Regions from separate parts of the Triticum aestivum genome. Here region 2 is linked to region 1. The links are chromatin contacts, called in public Hi-C maps. All regions are on one chromosome and are shown on one strand. Each heading gives the region's core, a stretch centred on a gene start, on an enhancer-like site or on the middle of the called end of the contact. The rest is flanking DNA. Distances are from core to core; before and after follow the strand shown. Region 1 holds the start of LOC543077 (50S ribosomal protein L9, chloroplastic-like). Region 2 holds the start of LOC123139992 (signal peptide peptidase-like 4).

Region 1 (5,457 bases), core at 112-2,611:
GGATGTGGCTAGGGTTTCTCCATGGGGCCAGGGGTGATCTAATGCATCTCGGGTGCCGCCAAATGGACGACAGGTGACCATCGGCGGCATGGACGCGCGCGCAGGCGCCACGCCATGGCCTCTGCCTCCTCGAGGAGGAATAAAGGCTGTAGGTGATTTGGGTTGTGCATTGTTCGGAGTGGGCCTAAGTGCACATGTCAATTTAGTTTTAATCTTTTCTGTTACTATATTAGCTATAGTTTTCTATTTCTTCTCAAAAGAAAAGCTATAGTTTTCTATTTATTCGAGCTAGCAATTGATTTTTGTTGTGAGTGAAACTTTGCACATAAATGCTATGCAATAGTCTGGGGTTGCACAAAATGTTTCACTCCATTTGGAAACATCCAAATTTGTATTTTGTTTTTAAATGGTTTTATTTATTTCTTTTAGTCCTCATAATTGCTGTTGGGGACAAGATGAGAATCCAATTGAGTTTGATTTCATTTTCACAAACACTTGGGATATTTATGACATAATATAAACATTTTTTATTTGCCAATTGAAGAATTATTGTTTGACTTGCATTATAAATTGGAACTTGAATATGTGAGTTGGATTAATTATTAATTGAAATTTAATTATGATGATTATGATGACATGCATACCTCGTTTAAGGTTTCGGCCATGTAACCATTCCCAAATATACGAAAAAATACTAGAGCATCACACCCATAATATAAGATGATCCAACATAGTGTTTGGGAATTTTTTGGCATCCAAGATGCTCAAGTGCCCAAGGTACGTGCAATTTCTCGTTGTGTTAGTACATTCGAGGAGATCATGGCAAAAAAATCAATTTCTCTAACTTTGAAAAACTACACGGTCTAGACTTTTTTTTTGGCATGAGCTCCTCAAATGCCATTTGAGCACAAAGTTTTGCACGCTCCTAGAAAACTATAGAATCTTGGGTAGCAAAAAGATTCAGAGCATTTTGTTTCTTTTCTGTTTTCTAAATTTACTGTTCATCAAGAGCATCCAAGACTCCAAGTGTGGGCACAGTTGTGGGTTACCGAAGCAAACAAACCATTTCTTCTGTGCATGGAAAGAAATCTTACCAAATTGCAACAAGTGTCATGCATACAATGCATCACTTGTCACCACCAGAGGACAGGGGAGTGGCCTTTAAAAGACTAGTGATTTCGACAATCTACTCTGTATACTCTCCTTTTTTTTTCAAGGGGTAAAATACGAAGAGAAAACGAAGAAAAAAAAAGGACAGTTGACGGCCCATATTAAAACCCCTCAGGCGATTGGGCCCCATAGCCCATCGAAATCCTGCCCCTGAGGCCCAAACCATACCAAATCCGCTACTGGTGGGAAAGTGGATAAGAGAGTGCCCCAGCCGAGCTCAACGCCAGAGAGTGCCCCAGCAAGCACACCGCAATGGCGTCGCCGTCGTGTGCCTCCACGCTGCCCTGGACCGCCGCCGCCTTCTCCTACCCGCGCCGCCTCCAGACGCGACGCGCCCCGTCGCTCGTCATCGTCGCGCAGGGCAGGGTCAAGAAGTACCGCCAGGTCCGTCCGTCCGTCACCCCCCCTCCCCTCAATTTCTTCTTTCCTACAGACATTCGCCTCCGTAGATTGGAACAACTGAAAATCGGCAGGATATCAGTAGTGCTTCGCACACGCTCGAGCTAGTTTTTATCTTTCCCGGTGACATTGTTTTCTTCAGGAAAAATGTATCTGACAAACAGACACTGTCAAGAAACAGTAGTAATGTGGCATACTATCATCCTTTCCCCCCACTCATCGGGGAGGGGGCCGATGAGTGGGTGCAAATGGCCACGGGAAATCGAAATGTTGGCCATCAGCTTCGTGCTTGTACAACCACAGCAACTGTTTCTGTTTGTTTGGTCGCTGCTGCCTAGAGTAGAGGTAGAGCAGAAGTCGTTTTGACACCTGAATCCATTAGATGCTCTAGCTATTGGCTGAGGCTGATTGCAGGATGATTTGTTAGTTATAGCAGATGGTTTGGTGCTCACATAGTAGTTATGTCATCATCCTGGTCTCACATAGTAGTTATGTCATATTTGTGGTTCTGACACTGTTTTCATTCGACTGGTTTGGTGCTCTATAGGTCATACTCAAGGACGACATCGATGAGATTAGCGGCAAGAAGGGGGACACGATGAAGGTCCGGGCCGGGTTCTACCGCAACTTCCTGCTCCCCAAGGGCAAGGCCACGCTGCTCACCCCCGACGTCCTCAAGTAACTTCCCTGCCTCGTCCTGCAGTCGTATCTTTGCATTCTTTGTGTACTGTGTAGGTTAAGTTTCTCAGCTGTTACCGATAGGCGGCGGCACTAATGAGATTTGGTTGATGTTTGCTTATCCGTGAACTGCTCGTCGATGCGTTTTGCAGTATGTTTTTCCCGTGCGCGCAAGTTCAGAATCACATTGCGTAATAATTCAGTGGCACGTTTCCTTGTAAGATTTCCAAGAGCAGGCAACCTAGGTTGCTTGCCATTTTCATTAAGATTAGGAAAAGCAGCTTAATTACAAGGAGGGTGAGTTCATTTTGAAGCCTTGTGAATGCTTGTTTTAAGGGATGGTTTTGTACATTTATTTTCTGAAGGCTGGGTTGGTTTTCAGCCTGATTGAGAGTTGAGACATTAGTCTGCATATGTTATATTTGGATCGAGCATGTGTTAAAACATAAAAGTATTCAACAGCGGAAATGTTCAGTCTGGTGTATAAACAAAACTAAGATTACTAAGTTTGTTTCCTCTGCTTCTCTTTGCAGGGAAATGCAACTGGAGCAGGAGAGAATCGAGGCTGAGAAGAAGAGGGTAAGAGAATACTGTATATTTTTGAAGGCTTGATAACAAAAATACGATTGCAGTTTAAGCTTAGCATCTTAGATGTCTGAAAAAGTAAGCAATGGTTGCGGATTTGATCATATATCCTTATATTGTGGAAAACAAAGCATAGTTGCAGTTCAACATCTTGGTATCTGAAAACTTAAGCGCACTTGGGTTTTGACTTTATATCCTTATTTTCTAGGAAGAAGCATAGTTGCACTTTAACGGTTTGACCTAGTATCTTTGTGTATAGAAGAGTAAGTATAGTTGTAGTTTAACCTTACTATCCTTATTTTCTGGAAATGGAACTTGGGTGCAGCTTAACTTTAGTATCAACATTCTGAAAACGATAATTATTTAGCACACCACATTCTTGTGAAACGACGGCCTTGGCATAAACTCCGGAATCATTTTGTACTTGAGTAGGTAAAAGAAGAGGCACAGCAACTCGCGCGAGTCTTCGAAACCATTGGGGCGTTCAAGGTGCCACGTAAAGGTGGCAAAGGAAAGCAGATCTTCGGGAGGCAAGTCCCAGTCGAACAATTTCATCGTCCATCTTGTTTTCTCCAGTTCACATCCTCTAACACATTTCCTGTGCCCCACACAGCGTCACGGCGCAAGATCTCGTCGACATCATCAAGTCGCAGCTTAACAGGTAGCAATTCCTTTCTTTCAAGCGTGTGCAGCAATCAACGAAACTTCCCATCATGGTCTGGCAAATTAATTACTGAACCGTGGAAACATGTAGGGACGTGGACAAGCGGCTGGTGGAGGTCCCGGAGATCCGCGAGGTCGGGGAGTACGTCGCGGAGATCAAGCTCCACCCCGACGTCACAGCCAAGGTGAGGCTGACTGTGTATGCCAAGTGAGCAGTCTGATCTCGCCATATACTCCGAACGTCCTGCAACTGTTGTGCCTGGGAGCTATAGAGGATGGGTTTTACAAAAATGTTGTTCATGGCCTTGTATGCATTAGGAGAAGCGTGGAGAAAGCGAAAGCTGTTGAAATATTTACAAGTGAATATATGAAATCCTTTTTTGTTCATTTGTCGGCACAGATCCATTTTGCTAAATAAATTAGATTTTCCATCCATTGGTTGACGCTATCCTTGTCATGATCCTACTTGTATTGTATAACCAACTCAGAGTGTGCTATATCTACCTGGTAATAATACTAAGAGGCACACGTCGGTAGATCTTTGTTTTATAAATTCACAAACATTTTTAAAATTTCAGTGACAAATATAAAAATGCGTGACATGCATTACTTAAAAAATCATGAAATCCATGAACATCTTTTATGCTCATGATAGTTTTTAAGCAAAGTGAAACATTTTTAATTCATATTTTCTTACCTTTCCAAACATCTTTTCAATTCATTAACCTTTCTGAAAATCATAAAGATTTGTTTAATCCGTGAAGATCTATTGAACTATTTGAGTTTTTAGAAAATCATAAAATAAATTGAACTACATGGCCTTTTTTTCAACTTTATGAGCACTTTTAAAATTCATGGATATTTTGAATTCTTCTCCATTTGTTAAAATCCATGACATTTTTTGAAATATGTGAATAATTTTTAAATCTCAAAAAATTAGAAGTCACGAAACTTTACAAATTAATTAAAAACCTGTAGGATTTTTTTCTCGAGCCCAAACCTGTTTTTTTCTACCGGTCGTTCTTTACGAGCTGAGAAAAATCAAGCGGCCTGGCCCACACGCGCAATATATAGGAACCAGGTCCCGGAAACCTAAGGGGAGAACGAACGAAGTGGTTTCAATCCTATGAATTAAACAAACAACATAGGAAAGTTCCTACGAAAATCCTTTAAACCAAAGGAGCCCTGAGTTCTATCCATGTCGAAAAACAGAAAACTATTATGGAACAGAGAGTATAGGAAAAGAAACAACTTCACCTAACGATCTTCTAATTTCCAAAAGGCAAGGAGAAAAAAAAATAAGAAGTGTGTTGCATGCAAAACACCCATGAAAACGGACGAAGGCAAGATTGATCGAGATAAACCAGAGTGTATATCTCTTATGTCTTCCTCCGGAAGAAGCAACATCTTTTTGCACCTACTGATGAGGTAATCGGATTGATCAATCGATCGACATGAATTAAATTTCTACTATATACATCAATATATGCACGAAGGAGAACGAGAAAACTGGTTGAGTTGTACTCCCACTTAAACAAATGCAACATGTTTTAAATCACTACTTTAATGATTTAAAACGTCTTATATTTGTTTATAGAGGGAGTATTATATGTCTTGTTGACAGAATGATTCTTGGTGTCATCGTGTGGCTGCTGCAAACCGCAGAGGGCATCTGTTTTGTGAATTCATCTGTGCGGTGCTACTCATCTGTAGTTAAGCCAAACTTGTGATTGCCTGTTGCAATGACAGTGGTTATGAAGTGGGTGGCCGTCGCTCTCTTTACCCGGTGGCGCTGGTTGCTGACTGGCTCGTTTCTGTTTTGTTTGTTTCCGGCGAGCGGCGGTGCCGTCCGACGGACCGGATCCACAACATTCAATGTTTTTGCATGAACGTGTGGATTCTATCTCTGTCTGAATCTGAAAATTGATGCCATGACATGCTATAGCCTATACGTATCAGGTT
Region 2 (5,975 bases), core at 2,899-5,398, 780 kb before region 1:
GAAACAATTACCTTAAGATTAGGTATCCTCACAATCTGGATCACAGTAACAATCAGTGCGATACCCTGAAGGCAGAAAGCATGATGTTAATCAACAGAGAATAATCCCAATGGAGGGTGCAAAAAACAAAACTGCACTTACAAGAACATCTTGCCCAATCCATGCATAGGGCATCCGGCGATAAACAGCCCATAAAACAGCAAAGACAATGCAAAATGGACAAACTGCCAATGTAAGGTATGAAACAGCTCCAAAAAATGGCACTTTTACAAATGATCTTGCGGCAGGTTTGAACCATCTGAAAGATACCACAGTTTTCAGGTCAGTAACACATTTACCCTTTTCTTTAAACTATGGCTGTGAAATCACAGATTAAAAGGAGAACTGAAACATATCTACACTGTGCATATACCCAGAAAATATGAATGTATCTCATCGAGCAATAAATTTACCTTGACAATAAAGCCACCAAGCACGTTTGCAAACCCTGGATAAAAAAGGAAAGCATAATGTGTCATCAGCTCAAGAAATTCGCGACGAAATATAGCAAAAATAGGATATCAATCAACGAAATCAAGATCGGTTCACTCTGCAGCTGTACTAGATAAGTGTGATGTTGGTCATTCAACAGCAGCCACAAAGCTAGTTGTTCATTTGTGGATAATATCTTTAGTGTTCAAATCAAAAGGTACAGATTAAAAAGGAGGAGCTTCAATGCTCTGTAGGGAAAACGAATGACACCTTTGTTTAAAGAAGGTTTAACATTTAAGGGCCTAATTTAACCATTCTCCAAATTGCATTGATTCATGATTTGTGCCATCTAGTTTTAATGTGGAATACTCCCTCCGTCCGAAAAAGCTTGTCCCTCAAATGGATGTATCTAGCACTTTGGGACAAGCTTTTTCGGACGGAGGGAATACTATATAAGTACTATTCTGTTTTAGTAACTAAGCATACAGTACTACAAATCAAAATTTAAAGCAGTGGCAAAGTTGAAATAAGTATAGTTTTAAAAAGGATTTCATTATACGCACCTCTACACCACCAATGCAAAATATAACCACCAGGAGCTCCACAAACCAGTGAGACATCAATTTGTAAAGCATTACCAAAAACAGTGATGCAACCACAATAAACAGCATTGCCGACGTCATGGTGATATCTACCATACCAGTAGAACCTTCGGCCTCAATGTTAACTGAACTTTCATGGCCATCCTATACGAATAATGTGCCTGTTAGTTTTTCTTTCCGAAAATCCAAAATAACTGATCGTATAAAGCATCGAATAAAACCTTTAGAAGTTTCTCTTGTTCAATAAGTGCTTCTCGAGCACTCCATGCTGACCAGTATGATGCGCCAAGAATGGTACCAACAGCCATAAGCCATAGAAACACCTCAGCCGTATCAACTAGGGGTCGATCTGGAGAGTATAACTGCACTGACACTGAGAAAATTGAAAGAGCCTATTAGCTATAAATATAATACAGTATGGTAGAAGAGTCCCAAATACATAAATATAAACCAAATATAGGGATTAGACAACCTTGTGTTCACAGGACAATGTACAAGATTTGAGGGGGATTAAAGACCTAATGATTTACCTTTACCAAGTGAGAGAAGACCCTGTAAAATGGTGCCTGCATCTTTTGGCAGAAGAACTGCAGGTATATTTATATCCAGATCCGTTTCATTTTGATCACAAACCATCTTGTATAGCTCTGCAAACAAACATATGCCATTTGTTAACGCCAAACACATGTGTTGAAATACAAGGCATTAGCCAAAAGTGTGCTCTTCTAAATATACAAACATGCACCACCAAATGTGTACGCGCAACTATGAGAAACAATTGTCCAATAAATAATCAAAAGGCTTAAATAAGGTTGTGATGGTCATTCTAGTGGTAAAAAATGGTATGTACATTGTCAAGCAACTTGTTTTGTTGATCTCATTTAACTGTATCCCAACATCTTATCTTCTAATTAAATACCAGTTGAGAAAAATCATACATGGAAAACATTGTGTGCTGAATTTTATGAGACGGGTCATATAGGGCATACCATGCCGATTATTCAGGATTATAATAGCAGAAGCACCAGCATCTTCAGCAACCTTAGCTTTTGTAGTGAACTTACAATCTCCTCTTTGCACTAGCAAAACTTCTCCAGCAACCTAGATAAAGGAATAATTAATCACTACACAACAATGTAGGATACTATAAAAAATTCGCAAATGGCTAAATTTCTAGAAAGGTAACCTTTTCTTTGAGAGGGGTACAACAATCAAAAGGCTCTGCTATTAGTAGTCCTGTCCGGTTCGCGTGCTTTTCCTTTGACTCTATTATGGGGCCAAACCGAGCACCAACACCAACAAACTCATCGGTCTCTCTGTTTTTCACCCAAGTTTGCACCTTTACCTGAAAACAAGGTGAGGAAACAACATTTGAGAATGAGTACATTGTCCATTAAAAATAAGTACTCCCTCCATCCCATAATGTAAGACGTTTAGTGTCAAAAACGTCTTACATTATGGGACGGAGGGAGTAGATGCTAAAGTTCAAAATTTCCGTCGGGAAAAAAGAAAGAGCTGCAGCGTTGAGGATGAAGAGAAGCATAGGAGATTCAGAGACAACCATAATTTTCCCTTGTTGATGTGGGCACTCCACGCTCACGTGTTGGCTCCTCTTGCGTGAACCGGTCGGTGGGTCAGCACTACGACACAGAGCCTAAACGACAAAGTCGATTATACTAACCAAATTTCAATTTTCGCGCCCTTGAGTTGTCGCCTTACATCCCTCCTATCGTTTACTTATATAACACGCAAAGGCAAATAGCCACCTCCATCTAGGTAAATCCCACAGGAACCATAATAATTAGCTAAAATTAATGAGGATCTGAGTTGGTAACATAAAAGCCCAGGTGGAGCTCATGAGTCATGGTACTTATGACCAGACCCTTGATTAGATAAAAAGAAAACATAAGTGCACGGTAGACTGTAAACCTGCTCAAGTGGATTACGTGCACGGCAGTGTATCAACAACTAATTGGGTGGATGTTGGAAATGACTATGGACATCTTGAGTTGGTAGTATTCTCCTACATGATTCCAGGGCATCAGAATACCTCGTTACGATGCTTCAAGTTGGATCATCACTATCACCCATTCAGCATATCTAGAAAATTTCCACAATAGGAAACTCCAGCAGCTTTGAAGACTAGTCCAATCAGCTTAATAAGATAAAGCTAGATACTAACCCTCGATAGCGACATCAACATGTATTAGCTAACAGATCATGCAATGTCAAAGCCATAATTGCCCCCATTTGACTAACTTCTGACTTGTAAAAGCGGCCATTTCTCGAACCTCCACCATGACAACTAAAAGCCTCAGATAGCTCGTATGGTGCTCGGTCTCATGTCAAATACAGTAGTAAGTAAGGGTCGTTAGCCCCTGATCAAATACTAGTATACTGGCACCACCAGCAACATAGTACTCCAGGATAATTAATTAGCGACGGAATCTCCTCAGCTCGCAGTACAAAAATACCTAACTCCAAACAGAGCTGGCGGTGTTCCTCCAGAGCCCACGCCGGAGCACCTGCCCGGATCGACCTAACTGAATTGCATTTAATGGAAAGCTGCGCCGCCTAACTCCACAATCCACGGATCGAGCAAGCGCGCGGCTCCTCGGGATCCGGGGTCGCGCGCCCGGCCAGAACGGAGCCCCGCCTGCCACCCGGGCACGGCTCGGAATCAAGAACCGGGGCCGGCCGCTCCACTGACTCGGGAGAAGCTGGGGTGAGGAGGAGGGGGAGTGGGGCGTGGCGGGGGACGTACGAGCATGAAGTCGTTGGAGCAGCCGGGGATCTTGGGGGCGTCGTCGTCCTGGTGGACGATGTCGCCGCCGGCGGCCACCCCCGCGAGCGCCGCCGCCACCAGCAGCAGCGCCGCCGCCGTCGCCCGCGCCCCGGCGCCCATCGCCGCGCTTCGGGGGTGGGGCCTGGGTTGCTGGGAGGGAGGGATCGGCCGCGAGCAGCTCGGCCGACGGCTGGAATGGCCGGCCGGACGGGGAGAGAGAGGGAGGGAGCACGAGGAGGGAGGAGATAGATCTGTCTGCGAGTGAGCGTCGGGCGGAGGCTGCAAGTGGGGCCGGCGCCGCACGGGGGGGGGGGGAGATGTGTGGGCGGTGGGGCCCACATGTCAGTAACAAGCCGGCTTCTTTCATTCACGTGCTCTTTCTTTCTTCGGCTTAGGTTGGTTAAGTGGAAGTGGAGCAAGCAATCTTGTCTCTTGCTCCATTCAGCACCGCTTTTGCTGATGAAACCTCCGGCTTCTCCCATAATATAAGCTCGAACTTACATTTATGGGACGGAGGGAGTAGTAGTGTTTTGAAAAACTTGTTCAAAAACACACATCATTTTGGAAATTTTGAGGCGGTCATTTAGTGGTTGTTTATGTGGTTATGGCAGTGAGGTCACCGGGTTGGGATGCGGCCGACGGTGCCGATGAGAGGTGTCACCATAGGTCTTGGTGTCGACGTACATTCGATGGGGGACAGTTGAGGGGGTGGGGACTGTTGTGGATGAAGATGGGTGTGACGGCGTAAATGACCGACTTATAGGTCTTGGTGTCGACGTACAACCGATGGGGGACAGTTGAGGGTAGTGGCGGAGCTATGGGCCGATTGTTGGGCGGGCCAGACACAGAAACTACACCGAACACTTGATTTTTAGGCCCTGTTTTTCTGTCTTCCTTCCCTGTTTTCTCCTGGGCTGGGCGGGCCAAGGCCCAGTTTGGCCCTCACGTAGCTCCGCCCCTGGTTGAGGGGGTAGGGTGATGTCATGGATGAAGATGGGCTGCCAAGGTGTAAGTGATGGCTTATAAGTTGGAGAAGAATTTTGAAAAAATCACCAGCACATGCGATCCCAATTGGCAAATTAACAAATTGGATCTATAAAGCTTGCTTTTTTTAATGATGGATGCGATGATGCGGAGTGACATGGTACCATTTAATTTGCAGGATTTAGCTAAAATCAATAACTAAGTTATTTGCGCCTATTTCTTGTCGCCATTGCCGATGAGCAATGATAATTGTCATGTGTGTGTTAACTCATTATATTTGACTTAGTTTGTAATAAGTATTGAAGTTCATGAATTTTATTCGACTCGATTTGGTCATAACTTCATGTAACCCCATGTGAATACACAAGAATGATTGCACAAAACGATTGAAACACAATTAGATGTTTAAGTGAAAGCTCCTTGGGCTCCATCTAGAAAGAATGTGACTTTGCTGCCGGCTTCTAGCAACCATGATTCAATGAACCATGCAACGATTATGAGCATGTTTTACTCACTCCGGTCCTTTTTAGTCTGCATATAAGTTTTGTCCAAAGTCAAAGCATTTCTACTTTGACCAAACTTATAGAAAAAATATCAACATTCATAATGTCAAATCAATATTGTTAGATTTACTGTTAGATTAATTATGAAATGTAGTTGCATAGTATATATATTTGGTTGTGTACATATTGATACTTTTTAATACATATTTGGTCAAACTTTGCAAAGTTTGACCTGACTCAAATCTAATACGTGGAGTAGAAAGGAACGGGGGGAGTAGTAGCTAGGTGCAACAATAGAGAAGTTGTTTCATTTGGGCATTTTCTACAACTTAGATACAAGACTACAAGTGGCTGGAATTTAATGAAGAGTAAACACCATTGCATTTATGTCAGTTGGAGTAAAACTACTACCATTAACTCAACCCTCTCCTCCATGTCTACTTGTGTGTGTGTGTGTGTGTGTGTGTTCTTAATATTCCTCTTAAAATTCTTCAACATATCGATAAGATCACAAGCCATTGTCTATGGAGTGGGAAAAGTGATCAAGGTGAAACTTGTATTTCTCTCGTGTCTTGGGATAGAGGGTTGTATCCAAAGGATAAAGTTGGGTTGGGAGTAATTAATTAACCT

What was found. A called contact is a pair of places that touch in the nucleus more often than the background predicts.
Region 2: a contact with region 1 is called in a Hi-C map of leaf, with 5 times the contacts expected there. The contact joins the promoter of LOC123139992 here to the promoter of LOC543077 in region 1. A contact is called at or near these places in 2 of 5 Hi-C or Micro-C datasets (both in leaf).

What each region holds. Positions count from the first base shown.
Region 1 is chr6B:718,632,988-718,638,444 of IWGSC CS RefSeq v2.1, reverse strand. LOC543077 (50S ribosomal protein L9, chloroplastic-like) reads left to right here and starts at 1,361. Exons shown (of 6, transcript NM_001427935.1): 1 at 1,361-1,554; 2 at 2,117-2,247; 3 at 2,781-2,826; 4 at 3,265-3,362; 5 at 3,446-3,493; 6 at 3,587-3,989. The coding sequence starts at 1,423. The coding sequence ends at 3,707.
Region 2 is chr6B:719,414,343-719,420,317 of IWGSC CS RefSeq v2.1, reverse strand. LOC123139992 (signal peptide peptidase-like 4) reads right to left here and starts at 4,148. Exons shown (of 14, transcript XM_044559724.1): 1 at 3,838-4,148; 2 at 2,260-2,418; 3 at 2,063-2,174; 4 at 1,604-1,720; 5 at 1,295-1,446; 6 at 1,035-1,217; 7 at 453-487; 8 at 142-298; 9 at 12-65. The coding sequence starts at 3,978.